2 separate regions of the Mus musculus genome follow, and region 1 is linked to region 2. Evidence: chromatin contacts called from public promoter capture Hi-C data. All regions are on one chromosome and are shown on one strand. The core of a region is the stretch at or near the end of the contact, and the rest is flanking DNA. Distances in the headings are between cores, read along the strand shown.

The links. Promoter capture Hi-C pulls out the DNA fragments that hold promoters and counts their contacts.
Region 1: a promoter capture Hi-C map of second pharyngeal arch cranial neural crest shows a contact between it and region 2, with 6 times the contacts expected there. The contact joins the promoter of Fh1 here to the enhancer-like site in region 2. A contact is called at or near these places in 14 of 39 promoter capture datasets (the 3T3-L1 cell line, 3T3-L1-derived adipocytes, cranial neural crest and 8 more), 12 of 484 Hi-C or Micro-C datasets (the AtT-20 cell line, the N1E-115 cell line, adipose-derived mesenchymal stem cells and 8 more), 10 of 115 datasets of contacts at active chromatin or transcription factors (astrocytes, cardiomyocytes, embryonic basal ganglia and 6 more) and 3 of 9 other capture datasets (adipose tissue, embryonic stem cells and pancreatic islet).

The regions. Positions count from the first base shown.
Region 1 is chr1:175,622,253-175,628,747 of GRCm38.p6, reverse strand. It overlaps Fh1 (fumarate hydratase 1), which reads left to right and starts at 3,113. Exons shown (of 10, transcript NM_010209.2): 1 at 3,113-3,297. The coding sequence starts at 3,175.
Region 2 is chr1:175,030,432-175,037,377 of GRCm38.p6, reverse strand. No RefSeq gene overlaps it. Among named protein-coding and RNA genes, the nearest start is that of Grem2, 110 kb to the right of the region's middle. Within about 2 kb of position 1,782, at least 9 of the 459 cell types and tissues checked have an H3K27ac peak or open chromatin away from gene starts, as enhancers often do. A contact at or near this core is called in neural tube and second pharyngeal arch cranial neural crest, where this site is marked.

The DNA of each region.
Region 1 (6,495 bases), core at 1,864-4,363, 590 kb before region 2:
AGAAAGAAAAAGAAATTTTTCTGGAATATTTTATGTGTCTTAGGAGATTGTTGAAAGATATGAATCTACACATATAAAATCCATCATGCAAAATTTCAAAAAGTTAAATTAGGGGTAGGAACTGGATATGTGCTTGAAACAGAAATGAAACCAATGAAAAATAAAATGATAACTCTAATTGGATGAGTAATAACTGAAACTTGTAGAGGTACCAATGTTCAAAGGAATTTAAGATAAAAAACAGCAATATCAATAGACATCCTTGGATCCTGGAGACCCTCAGCAGGTAAGTGTTCTCGTCAATAGTCCTGAAAGCTTCATATTCTGCATCCCCGTACTGCAAGGAGAGAACCAGTTCCCACAAAGTGTCCTCTATCTGTGTACTGTGGCAGAAAACCCCAAACCAAAATCACAACAAAAAGAGTAAATCATTTTTTAAATTCATGAAACAGAATACTATTAAGTCTATAAAAAAGATCATAGCTACTTTTTATTTAAGACCATTTCCAGCACTGAATTAAATTATAGCAGTAGGCTTTAAAATGACTTTTTGTTTGTTTGTTTTGAGACAGGGTCTCATTTTGTAGCCCTGGTTCTCCTGGAGCTGACCATGTAGACCTGCACTAGTCTTTAATGCACAGAAATCTACGTGCCTGTGCCTCTCTGGTGTGCAGACTAAGGTGGTGCACCATCACACCAGGACTGAAATGAAGTTGTAAAGCAATTGTTTGCCTGTTAGTGACTGAAGCAACAAACAAGGGTGGACGGGGAAGGACACTTTTGAAGAAAATAAGCGCCTCTGGGAAGGGGCGGGAGAACGTGGCACTCAAGTTTAGAAATGAATCTTCTATTTCGTTAAGAGTACAGACAAAGCAAATGGTAAGTGTTTGTGTTGCTTTGTGGTAGGAGAGTAGAGAATGGAAACAAAGGACTCATGATTACTTATAAACTAAGCAGAAGACAGGCCTTAGGTCTCAGAAACTCAGAGAAATGGCTGAGCTGTCATTAACATATCAAAGCAATATCTGGGGCTCCTCCCAGCACTTTTCAACCCTTTCCCTCCTCTAAACTTCTGAGAGCTGGGCTTCCACCTGCACAGCTCTTTTCCCTATGTAAGTCAGCCATTTTGGCTACATCATTCTCTTAGCCTATTTATTGGCTTGATTACCTGTCTTGTCTTTGTCAGTAGCTCCTTTCTTGCCCCCATCCCATCCCCTGCCCCCTTTCCTCCCATGGCCTGGTTTCCTCTGCCTGCCTTGTTCAGCTTGGCCTCTTTCCTCTCTCTGCTTTCTCCCTTGTATCTACCATAAAAATCCTCTCCTTACTTTAGGAGTAGTCATGTCCTCCTCCTTTCATTTCAGTTGTTTTTTTCATTCAGCTGGAACCCAGGAGATCCCCCTACACACACACTCACACACACACACACACACACACACACACACACACACTCACACACACTCACACTCAAACACTCACACACACTCACACACACACTCACACACACACTCAAACACTCACACACACACTCACACACGCACTCACACACGCACACACACACTCACATACACTCAAACACTCACACACTCACACACACGCACTCACACACGCACACACACTCACTCACACACACTCACACACACACACTCACACATGCACACAAACACTCACACGCACACTCACACACACACACATATTCACACACACACTCACACACACCCACACACACTCACATACACACATACTCACCACACTCTTGTGGCTGCTCTTTAATGGCAAAAGTGTAACATTTCGGGCAGAAGATACACTGCTTTATATGATTGTACTTTATCTTACTGCTTTGTCTTTTTCCCCTTAACCTAACTTTTAAAGAAAATTTGGTTCTACCTTTCACCAACTACTCTAAAAATTTCTCAGCCATTAGTTGAGAGAGGGAAGAACTAGATACTGAGGTCTGAAAACCCACCGGTACTGGTTTAATTGATTTAGCTCAGCTATTAGTCTTATTCTTACTTATTTTATTTCATTTGTGTTATTTTGAGACAGGGTGGCCTGTATCCCACACTGGCTTCAGACTCCCTGTGTAGCCAAGGATGGCCTTGAACTACTATTCTTCCTACCTGCACTTCTCAAGTGTGAAGATTGCAGGTCAACAGTGCATTTGTGTCAGGCTCACTATGAAGCCAAGGTTATTCTTGAATTCAACTCCTCCCTACCGTGGCATCTAGAGTGCTGAGGCTATAAATTGAAGCCTCTCATTTCCTGAAGAACTTCCTCTTTAACTGTCTTCTGATTCTGCATTAGAAAATTAAAAGAAGAGACACAATTTTTTTTATCAGTTACTCTTTTTCCATTGGCATCATTTAAGCAATGTTTTCCCTAGCCTGTAACCACAAAGAAAATCAGAGATGAAAAATCCCAAGGAATGTGGACACATTATAAATGTTATCAGAGGACATGTTAAAAGACAGAGGAAAAGGCTGGAGAGATGACCCAGTGGTAAAGAGCAGTGACTGCTCTCCCAGGTGTCCTGAGTTCAATTCTCAGCAACCACAGGGTGGCTCACAACCATCACAATAAGAGGGATCTGATGCCCTCTTCTGGTGAGTCTGAAGTCTGCTACAATGTACTCATAGACATAAAATAAATCTTTTAAAAAAATGACAGGAAAATTGACTCCAAAATGACAACTAGGAGCATTGTGGGATAATTGATTACTACTTCCTTGTTTAAAATTTGAGGCACTTTCTAGGAAGATAAGTATTTGAGACACGGATTCATACAGCTGCACGTCATGGGTGGTTGCAGGATAAATATTAACTTGATAACATGTTCTTTCTAGGCTGTCTCACGGACCTAGTACTACAGGCATCTTCAGCCAGTTTCCTGCCTCCTAGCAGCCACATTTGAAGTATTGTCGGAAGATCTGACCTCCCGCCTCTTGTCTTTTCCCATGATTCCTTCCGCACTAGTTTCCCGTGAACCCGAGGACTTCAAACAGCCATACTACAGGCCCAGGGAAGGCAACCCGCCCCATTAGTTATTATTGGCCAGTCATGGTTAGTCCCGTCCTACATGCTCAGGAAGAGGCGTTTGATTGGTTACGAGCGTGGCCGGAATCTGACGTATTAGGGGGCGTGGCTCAGGCTCAGCTTTCCACCCCCGTACAGCAGCACCATGTACCGCGCACTCCGTCTCCTCGCGCGCTCGCGTCGCCTCCTGCGGGTTCCGTCCGCCGGTGCTGCAGTGTCTGGGGAAGCGACCACCCTCCCGCGGTGTGCTCCGAACGTCGCGCGAATGGTGAGCGGGCATCTCGGGACCCGGCCTCCCCGGGGTGACCTTCACGTCAGAGTGTCCCGGGTGTCCCCGCGGGCCGCGCCTGGGCTCGGCGCCGGCCAGCACGCTCACCATCCGCCCCGGACGCGGCCTCCAGCCGAGTGTGTTGGGGCTGCGGGCAGCGCTGAGGGACGCGCTCCTTCCTGCTGGGGAGCCTGAGTGTCAGGGCAGACCTGCCCAATGCCTGAGCTTGCAGAGGCCTTCGGTCCAGGACACCTTCTCTGGGAAAGAGCGTGCACGGAGGCAGAGGGTGGGGGATGCCGGGGTGCAGGAGTAGCCCGAGGAAAGGGGAAGCCCCTTCCTTGTCCAGATCGCAAGCCCTGCTGGCTGGACACAGACAGGATGCTCCCCTAGGCTAGGGTCTGGCTTCTTGGTCCACCAGGGTGCTCTTTCCTGCTTTCAGGCCCTCGAAGTGGATGAAGCCAGTGTGTCTTCTGAACGGAAAGGCTTTGCTTCTTACTAACTTGACTATTTAGCTTGTGAGGTTACATGTGTTCTCTCTCACAACTGGGTGTAAAACTCCGAAATCCATAAATGTGGACCTAGGAACATAAGTACTCGGAAGCATGCCTGAGCAGATTGGATAGGACCGAACAATTGCCCTAACCAAGATTTTGTATTCAGAAAGACAGCTAAAGGAACTTAAGGGGCCAGGTCCAAGGTATGGCATGCTTCGTTAAGCCCCTGTACTGTTTAGAGTTCTTTAGAAAACGAAAAATGCGAGTGTGTATGTACTGTTAGGAAAAGTTTGAGAAATGAATAGTTAGGAAGACCACTCCGAAGTGTAGCATGTCTTCTGTAGTGTGGGGTGTGATTTCAAGTCCTACTGCTGCGTTCAGGCTTTGTCCAGTTTCTACATGTAAAGCTGAGATAATTACAGAGGCTCAGCAAGATAGAACTTGGGGAAAACACTGTGCTTCTTAATTAGACCTCCTTTAGTGTCCTTAAAAGGGCCAAGACGTTCTCTCAACTTCTAGACGCTTGAATGACAACTCTGTACCGTCTTGGGGCTTGGGAGATGACACCAGTGAAGAATCCATCAGGTGGTTCACACCCACCTGTAACATCAGCTTTAGGGGACCTGTAACACACTCTTAATAACCTCGACATATGCGTGTGTGCAAACATACATACACACACACACATATGCACCCATGCACACACAGACACACACTAACATAAATCTTGGAAAGAAGCTATGAAGTCCAGGTTGCTTAAAGTTCCTGGAACTTTGCTCTGGTGATTTTAATGCATTCTAAAATCTCTTTTAAAAAGACTGGGTTTCTTTTTGTTTTAAAGCTTGTTTAGGGGAACAGGAAAATGGAATGAATCTATCATGGCAAATATGAAAATAGCAGTTTCTTGCTTAGGGTTATAGTGTCAGAAAATAGGATCAGTATACTTTTCTTTTTCCATGGTTCCAAGGACATTTCTTGCCCTTTAGCCCCCTTGTAATTTCCAGCAAGCCTGCTGATTTTGTTAAAAGTTGTTCTCTAGTATTGAGAAATTCACATGACCCTGGAAGCCCTGTTATTTAAAAGGACACTTAAGAGTTCACCTGAAGTGCGTCATGTGGAGGTATGACGCATTGTTGACGACTTCTCTGCTTGGGGCCATGTAAATATGATGGTTCATTTATGCTTAGAATGCAGAGGCTGTTGGCAAAGATTACACAAAGGGCTGTCGAGATGGTTCTGAGGGTCAGAGTCTCTGCTCTACAACGTAGGGAAGGAAGGTTTGATTCACAATTCCCGGGTGCAGTACTACATGGCAGGGCCGGCATGACAGCAGGAGCTTGAGGTAACTGGACACACTGAGTGTGAACACACTGGGTACACAGTCAGGAAGCAGAGAGAGCATCACTGACACTCAGATTGCTTTATAACTTAAAAAAATTTTTTTTTTAGTTTTTAAATTAAAAATATAGCTATAATTTCCCCTTCCCTTGCCTTCCTCCCATGTACCAATCCCCTTGCTCTATGTCAAAATCATGTCTTTTTCTTAATGGTTAGTGTGTGTGCATATGAGTGTGTGTTAGTTAATTTTCTGTTGTGATAAAACACCATGACCAAGGCAACTTATAGAAGGAAGGGCTTAATTTAGAAGCAGAGAGAGCAAACTCAAAATGTTAATAGCCTTTAGGCTCTCCAGTGACATACTTTGTCAGCAGGGCCACACTTCCTCAGCCTTCCTAAACAGGACCATTATCTGGGTACCAAGCATCCATATGCCTGAGACTATGGGAGACATCTTGTTCAAAGGACCACAGTATATAAATGCCTGTCTGTACAAGTGACACAGTGGAGTGTTGCTCATGTACGTATGATTTCAGGACTGAGCACTTGGCAGTGGATATCCACTGCAGCACACATAGGATGCTGCCACTTACACAGTGGTGGTCCACACAGCTTAGATGTCTTCTTTATTCTGATCTAGATGAGCCATCCTGGGCAGGCCCAGAGGCTTGTTTACTTGGTGATCAATCCTGTTCAGGTGACAGTATTAGTCATAACACCTGAGGTTAAAGGTAGGAAATAGAATTTTGGAAGAGTTTGTTATACGCTGAGATGGTATAGTATTTGCTTTTGTTTTACGCTGGATATGCTTTTAAAGATAGACAGGATGCTTTTGACGTGTCTGCCAAGGTTGTGATTTTAGCTACCGTTTACCTTTCTGCAGCTTAATTATAAAATGTGGGTATGAAAGTCCTAGATTCACCTCCATCTCTTCTGTTCTAGGTTAGTGGTGCTGTGGCGTGGACCCACAGTTTCCAGTGTGCTGGGCAAGAGCTCAGCCATTAAGGTTCCTCTCCAAGGAATTAAATTCCATTGGGAAGTATATTTCCTTTAAGATTTAAAGCTGAAGCACATGACTAAAAGGAATCATGTCAAGTAACTTTTTTATTCTACACACTATGGTAACTTACTTAGAAGAAATATTGATATTTAGTGATGACATTTTAGTAATTTTGAGTACATAGATCATAAAAATTTAGAACTTGAAATGTAATTTTGTAAAGTACAGATAAGAGCTGTTCTCCCTGGGAGCTAGCATCCTGGTATTCTCTAAGAAGCTAAGGAAGAAAAGAAGGGCCATTTTACTGTTTTGAGCTAAAGCTTACTTTAACATAAGGATGCCTTTTTTTAAGGGTATCTGAGACAA
Region 2 (6,946 bases), core at 533-3,032:
CCACATTCTAAGGAGGCATTTCGGTACTCTAGGCCTTCAACAAATGACCTTCCCTGCCTGGGCTTTCCTAGCCCCTGGTGGTATATAATTCCTGGTTCACCCTGAATAAAGTGTCTGCACCCACATTCACCCTCAATAAAACAATATGAACAAGCAAGGATTGTCTCAGAGGGCTGGTCCATTAAAGACTGCCATGGAGAAAGCCTTCGCCAGAAGGGGCCAAGCCTAAGACTCCTGAAGGTTTTCTCTTTTCCAGGCCCCTCATACTCAGCACTGTTTCCCAATAGGGCTAGATGGGGTTCGTTCTGGGTTCCACCTTGCCCCTCCTGTCTGGTATTGAACTGTCAACCCTGATTTCCTCTGCCCACAGTATACAGGTGGCGTATGGGTATTCAGAAAGGAGACCAGGAACCACAGCTTTCATCCTAGACCCCACTGTTTCCCCTTCCAGTCCAGCATATAGCGGCATCTAATGCCCCCATGGCTATGGACTCCCCATTCTGGACTTTGCCCTGCCTCCTTTATGTGACATGCCAGAGTTGCCTGTGTACCCCTGCCCCCGTGGAAGAGAGGCAGGCCCACAGTACAACAGAATAGTTGCATAGAGTGGGCAAGCCTCTGGGTTTCATCCACAATACCACAAAAAAGATGATGATGATGATGATGGTGGTGGTGGTGGTGGTGGTGGTGGTGGTGGTGTACTATATTGAACTGAAGAAACATAAAACCAAACATCCTAGCATCATATCCTTAAAAGAATCATCCATCCATATCCAGGGTAGTGGCAGTGGAAGAGGTTAACATGGTAACTCTGAAACGGTTAATTCCAAATAGACTCAGAAGCAGCACATACTTCATAATTGCACAATAACTTTAAAGGCAGTTTGCATGCAATTAGATGGATAGGTATAGTTAAGTAGCCATGACTTACCAAGACAGCAACTTAGGTATGAGTTCAGAGTTCCCTGAAGATGTTACTCCAATGTAAAGGACCAAGGTCTATGAGTGCTTAAGTGTTCTGCCTATGTGTATATATCCATGTGTCGCTAGTTCTCAAGTCAAGGGCCAAATGACTCTAACCAAACAATATTTTGATGAGTTAAGTGTAAATGAATTGTAAACATATGGATTAAATTCTCTTTAATACACTTGGATTTAAAAATTAAGAGAAAAATGCTTGGTAAAGCCAACTTTGGCTTTTGGCAAACCCAAGCTTTGGAAAAATTGCTGGAGATGTTCAATAACCCAACTGAGGAAAACACAGCCCACTTCCTCTCTCCCTTTTATAGAATCTGTATTTGTTCACACACATGGTCCCAAGAGAAGGCCACAGAGACATTTTGATTGGAGATGACGCCAGTCACTAAATAAGACTTTCCTCAGAAAATTCCTTGTTTATTCATGAACTTGTCAGGTATTTATGGTGCATAATTAATTAGGAAATCTTCTGATAAATTATCTCTCTTCCTTAGTATCCCAAAGAAGAAGGACGCCCACTTCTGCTGTGTGCTAATGTCTGTCTGCCGACATCATAAATATGTTCCTAAAGATTCTCAATGGAAAGTATCTTCTCTTAATTTTCTCCAGATGGTGTTCTTAGTAGGGATGGTTTTTCTGACTGAGTGTCTCCTAAATCCTGCTGTGTGACTCTACACATGGTCATAGTTACCGTAAGCGTGTGACGAATCCCAGATGTGAAACCATTTAAAGTGATCTACTGATCTAAGGCAGTGCTCTGGGGGACAAATGAGGGATACTGTGAGGTCAGAGCAATTAATGGCGGTCTCTCTGGAAGGTCTGAGAATTGAGGGGTAGGAGAGAGCTAGTAGTGAGTACAGAGAGGGGGAAAATGAGAACCTCTCATGTTTTAGAGTTACCCCTCCTTCCTTAGAGAACAGAGGAAGTAACTCAAGGACTACAAAAAATGGTTATAACTGAGTTCTCGTCACGTGAGTAAATATAGTTTTTCTTCTCTGTGTGTTCTGAAGGCAAAAGAGGCTGAGCTGTCAGCCCTCACCCACCAAGCTTGCCTGAATGATACTACTAGATTAAAAGACCACTGGACAGTGTTAGAGGCAAACAGAACACAAAGATTCAAGACAGAAAAGTTAACACAAACAAAGCATAGCTTATGTCTTGGAGACACCCAACAAGACAATCAACATGGCACAGGATGGCAGAAAGTAGATTCGAGGTGGAATATTTTGAGTGTAACTGCTGCTAATAAATAACCTTTGCTGGAGACAGAGAAAGCACCCTCCTCCTGCCCCACCCCCACCCCGTTTTCCTCCTTCTTCTCTCCCTACCTCCTCTTAGCCCTTCTTATCTCCTGTGTGTTGTAAATATGGGGATACCTCATATCTCAGAGGTTTATATTATAGAGGAGTTTTATTTAAGATATTTTCTTGGCCAAGGGAAAGAGAACAGAATATAACTTATTTGAAGGGCTCTACTAGGGAAAAATGAAATTATGAGTGTATTATTTAATTTTCTTCTTTTGAAAGAAGCAGGGTCTTTGGGCTCAGTGGTACCAGAAACAATCACATACTGCTTCAATTAAAACCATATAGCAGCATATAAAGCTCATGAACACAGACCTCCTCCTTTGCAGTTCTTTCCTACCTCCTGGGGAGGCAACACTAATGCTTGATTTGTGGTCTTATTCCATCCTTTTCCTCTGCTTCCCTACATTTATACCAGTCTGTGTTGGTATAAGTTTGGTGAAAGAGAAAACAAGATCATACATGATATGATTGAATAACTTGATAACTTGTTTTCCTTTCAATTAATATAATAGGAACAAAAGGCATTTTAACTTGTCCCCAGCATTCAAGAAGTATGCATTATTTATGAACATGGATGCAAACATCTGAACTCCAATGATGGTTCACTATTATTTAATACATTACTATTTTCATCACATCAGTGAATCAAAGCGGACAGACCACATACCTCCTTTTGAAAGACGGCAAAAATTCTTTTGATAAAATTCAACAGCCATTTACAATTTTAAAATATTTCTCCATAAACTATAAACAGAAGGATATCTTCTTACCATGCTAAAAAAAACTTATGTGCATAGAAACCCAGCTAGTTCTTATTTGGAATGTCAGAATTCTCAGCTGAAAACACTCTGAAACAAAGGATGTGAGATATGGCCGAACATCCCTAAGAAATCAACTGAGAAATTATTTTAAGAGATAAAATACTTCATCAAGCTAATTATAAAAACTATGCCAAAGTCAAAGTGAGTCTTCCTCGTTGCTGTATAAATGGCTGCATATCTACAAAGAGGGATATGATGAGGAGTAGCACTAGAAAGACAAGATTTGAAAAATAAATTTTAAAAATGCCACTTTTATAAATAAAATCTATTTAACACAATAAAGTACTCTTTCTAGATGCATTTACTAAAAGATGGTGTTAATAAATGAGGAGGCGCATTATGTGCTTAGGTGCAATGGATTAGTCTTGGAAAAATTATATGTCTTTTCTAGGCAATCTACAAATTAATATAATTACCCAGGAGTCCTAATGGCTTTTAAACTACACTTGCTCCTTATACTCACAAACACTAAATGACTGAAGATGATGAAAACAAGTTAGAGAATGGAAGCTTGATGTAAGATTAAAAAACACAAATAAGCCGTGTTTCCAAACCCTAGCTCTATCTGGTATCAGTGCAGATTATAGGTAGAAATTGGTGTGGCAGAATGGGGAGTAAAAATAAATTCATGTGTAGGAACTGTTGCCTTAGAGGATACATATTGTTCATCTCAAGCTGTTAGAAAAAAAAAATCCATCACCCTGAGCAAACTATAAATCATAGATATTTCTTGTTCAGAAACCCGACAGACATGAAGTCAACATCAAGGCACCAGGAGATTTGGGGGGCATTTCCTCCTGTGCAGCACTTCGTTGATCCTTCCTACTAAATGAAAGGGCACAAAGCTCCCAAGTCTGATCAATGGGGGCAGCAGCCCATTCGTGAAAGCACAGTGGTATCTAGTCACCTCCCAGAGCCCCCACCTATAATACGCTTGTGGTCAGGCTTGTGAGGGAGAGTTTTACAAGGACACAACCATTCTGCCCAGAGAAAAATGAGGCTTTCCAGAGCCAGATATTAGGTATTAGTCAGTGAATTGGTTTTGTAATTACTATTAAAAAATAAGAGGGGGAGAGAAAAAGAGAGAGAGAGAGAGAGAGAGAGAGAGAGAGAGAGAGAGAGAGAGAGAGAGAGAGAGAGAGAAGCAGGGAAAAAGCAGAAAGGAGCCAAGAAAAGGAACAGGGAGGAAAGCACTTTGAATATCTCACTGACCACAGAGTATGCTGGAAGGAAGGACAGAGTAGTGCAGGGGACAGGAAAAATATTCTAAGAAGGAAAGGGTGGATGGATTTGGTTGAATAGAAATTCCAAGCTGCCTTTAGCGGAAAAAGAAACACATATAAATATTTGCAGTAAAAGAATGCACCCAGTGAATGTCATGGCCTTGGGCTCCTTGCATTCCAATGTCTGGCCCTAGAAAACCTCTCTTCTTGTCACACTATACTCTCAGGCCCTCACTACCAGATATCCTAGGCAGCTCTCCCCCAACAGGAGGTGCCATAGCCTTTCTGGAAGGGGACCTTTGTCCGCACATTAGCAATCGTTTTTTGCAGAACCAACATCCCAAACTCTTTCCCTTTTAGAAGCTTATGAAGAACTAAAGGATTTAGTTCTGAAAGAACTTAGTTCTCAGCAGTAGAGAATTGTGGGGGTTTTTTGGTTTAAGCATATCCACGAAACAAAGTATTATACTGTCATTTAAAATAAGGCTTTAGGAAAGAGATCGAATCCTGCTCCCTGACTGCTCATGGAAGATGAGCATTTTCCGTTTTCTTTAGTTCTGTTCCATGTTCTCTACTTGGAGGAAAAAAATAATGACCTGTATTCCGGTTGTGGGTTCTTCATTCCTCTACTTTTTGGGAGAGCAAATTGCCACAGTGTTTCGAGGAGTGTAATTTGGCAACATAAATAAAAATGGTGACAAGGGAGAGCAGATGAAGGTTTATGGTTGTCACAGTAACCAGAGGCCTGTAGCGCTCGCTCAGTGGCCGAGTCCTCCATATGTTATAATTAGCTTTACCTTGGGGCCATGAGATGGGAGCTAGTTCTGTACAAACGTGGGAAAAGCTGCTCATTCCCTGCCTGCTCCAAATGACCTAGCTTCCTGCTGTCACACAGAAAGGGACACTTAGACTCCACTGCCTAGCGTTTGCAGTCTTACAACAGTAGGCCCTGGGTTGAGCATCTAAAAACAAGCTATTTTCTCCCCTGGGGACTGAAGCATTTTGAGTTTTTCAGTGTATTAATATTTTATGTTTGCATAAAGGTCTTATATCTCAGAGTCTGCATTTCTGAACCTTTTTTTTTCCTTCCTCCCCCTTCTTTCTTTTCTTTTTCTTTCTGCTTTTAGAAATGCCAATTTGAATTTGGCATGTATTTAATAACATACAGAGACAGCGAAAAGAAAAAAATAACAATAATCCTTTGCCTGGACACAGCAGAATGAGGGCGGGCAGAGACTGGGAAAAAGCTGTAGGTTTTTGTTTGCTTGCTTGCTTGTTTGTTTTTCTTTTTCTTCTTTCTCCTCGGGAAAATAAGCTTGCTGATTAACATCAGGAAATATAGAAAGACTTAGAATTTCTGATGTTTTCGAATGATTGTCACCTTCATTTATACCTGGTGAAAGTATAAGAATGCACAGATTCCGAAATGAACAGGACACTTCCCTACCAATGCTGTAATTCTCTATCACAGAACAGGAAACTGGGCATCAGAGAGGTGTCAGAGCCCCCAGCAAATCGAAGCTGTCCGCTCTGAGATCAGGTCCTCTCCCCATTGACTGTAACTTAACGTGCTTTCCAGGGGGAGGGCAGGGTGATGGCTCCATTAGTAACATGCTTCCTGGGGAAGCAGCAGGAACTGGAACACATGGAGATGTGTGCCTGCAGTCCCAGTGTTGGGAAGGGACACGGGTGGATCCCCAAAGCCTGCTGGCAGCCAGCCTAACCAAACTCCAGGTTCCGTGAGAGGGACTGTCTTAAAAATTAAGGCAGACAGCATATATGGGAGATAGAGCATATGTGGGAGATAGAGCATATATGGGAGATAGAGCATATATGGGAGATAGAGCATATATGGGAGATAGAGCATATATGGGAGATAGAGCATATCTGGGAGATAGAGCATATCTGGGAGATAGAGCATATCTGGGAGATAGAGCATATCTGGGAGATAGAGCATATATGGGAGATAGAGCATATATGGGAGATAGAGCATATATGGGAGATACTTAGCATTGATGTATGCCTTCTGCTCCCTCCCTGCCTCTGCTTGGCCAGAGAACTTGTTTGCTTACAGACAATTCCTCTAGGCTCCTCCCAATAGTGAGTGACCTAGCAATGGCTTGCATCATCACCTGCCACCATTAACTGCCAGGGTGTGGCAGCCTATAAAGAGGAGTGTTTGCTACCCCAGCCCCCTCTGCCCTCTCCCCTCTCCCCTGTCCCTTCTCTTTCTCTCACCTCTCCCCTGTCATCCTCTCTCCTGTTCCCAGTATTTCTGACCACCCTCTCTTTCTCTGCTCTCCCTTTCTCTGCCTGTAACCCTTTTTCAGGTCTCCTCCCACTCCCCAAATGTCCTTACATCAGGTCTGCCTGTCACATGGTGTGATTTCTCAGGGGGACACCTTGTTGTGGGCCCACCCGGTACTCCTTCACTCCTGTGGTCACAGCATTAATGTTTCATAACAATCCACAATGTAGCAAGGCAAGGAGTGTTACAACTGTGAAACCTCCACTTCATTTAGTAACTAGAAGCGGGAGAAATCCTGGCACCACCCCTGCCTTTCACTCGGTGTCTGTTCCTCTGTGTGATCCTACACAGGCATAGTAGTCATGAAGG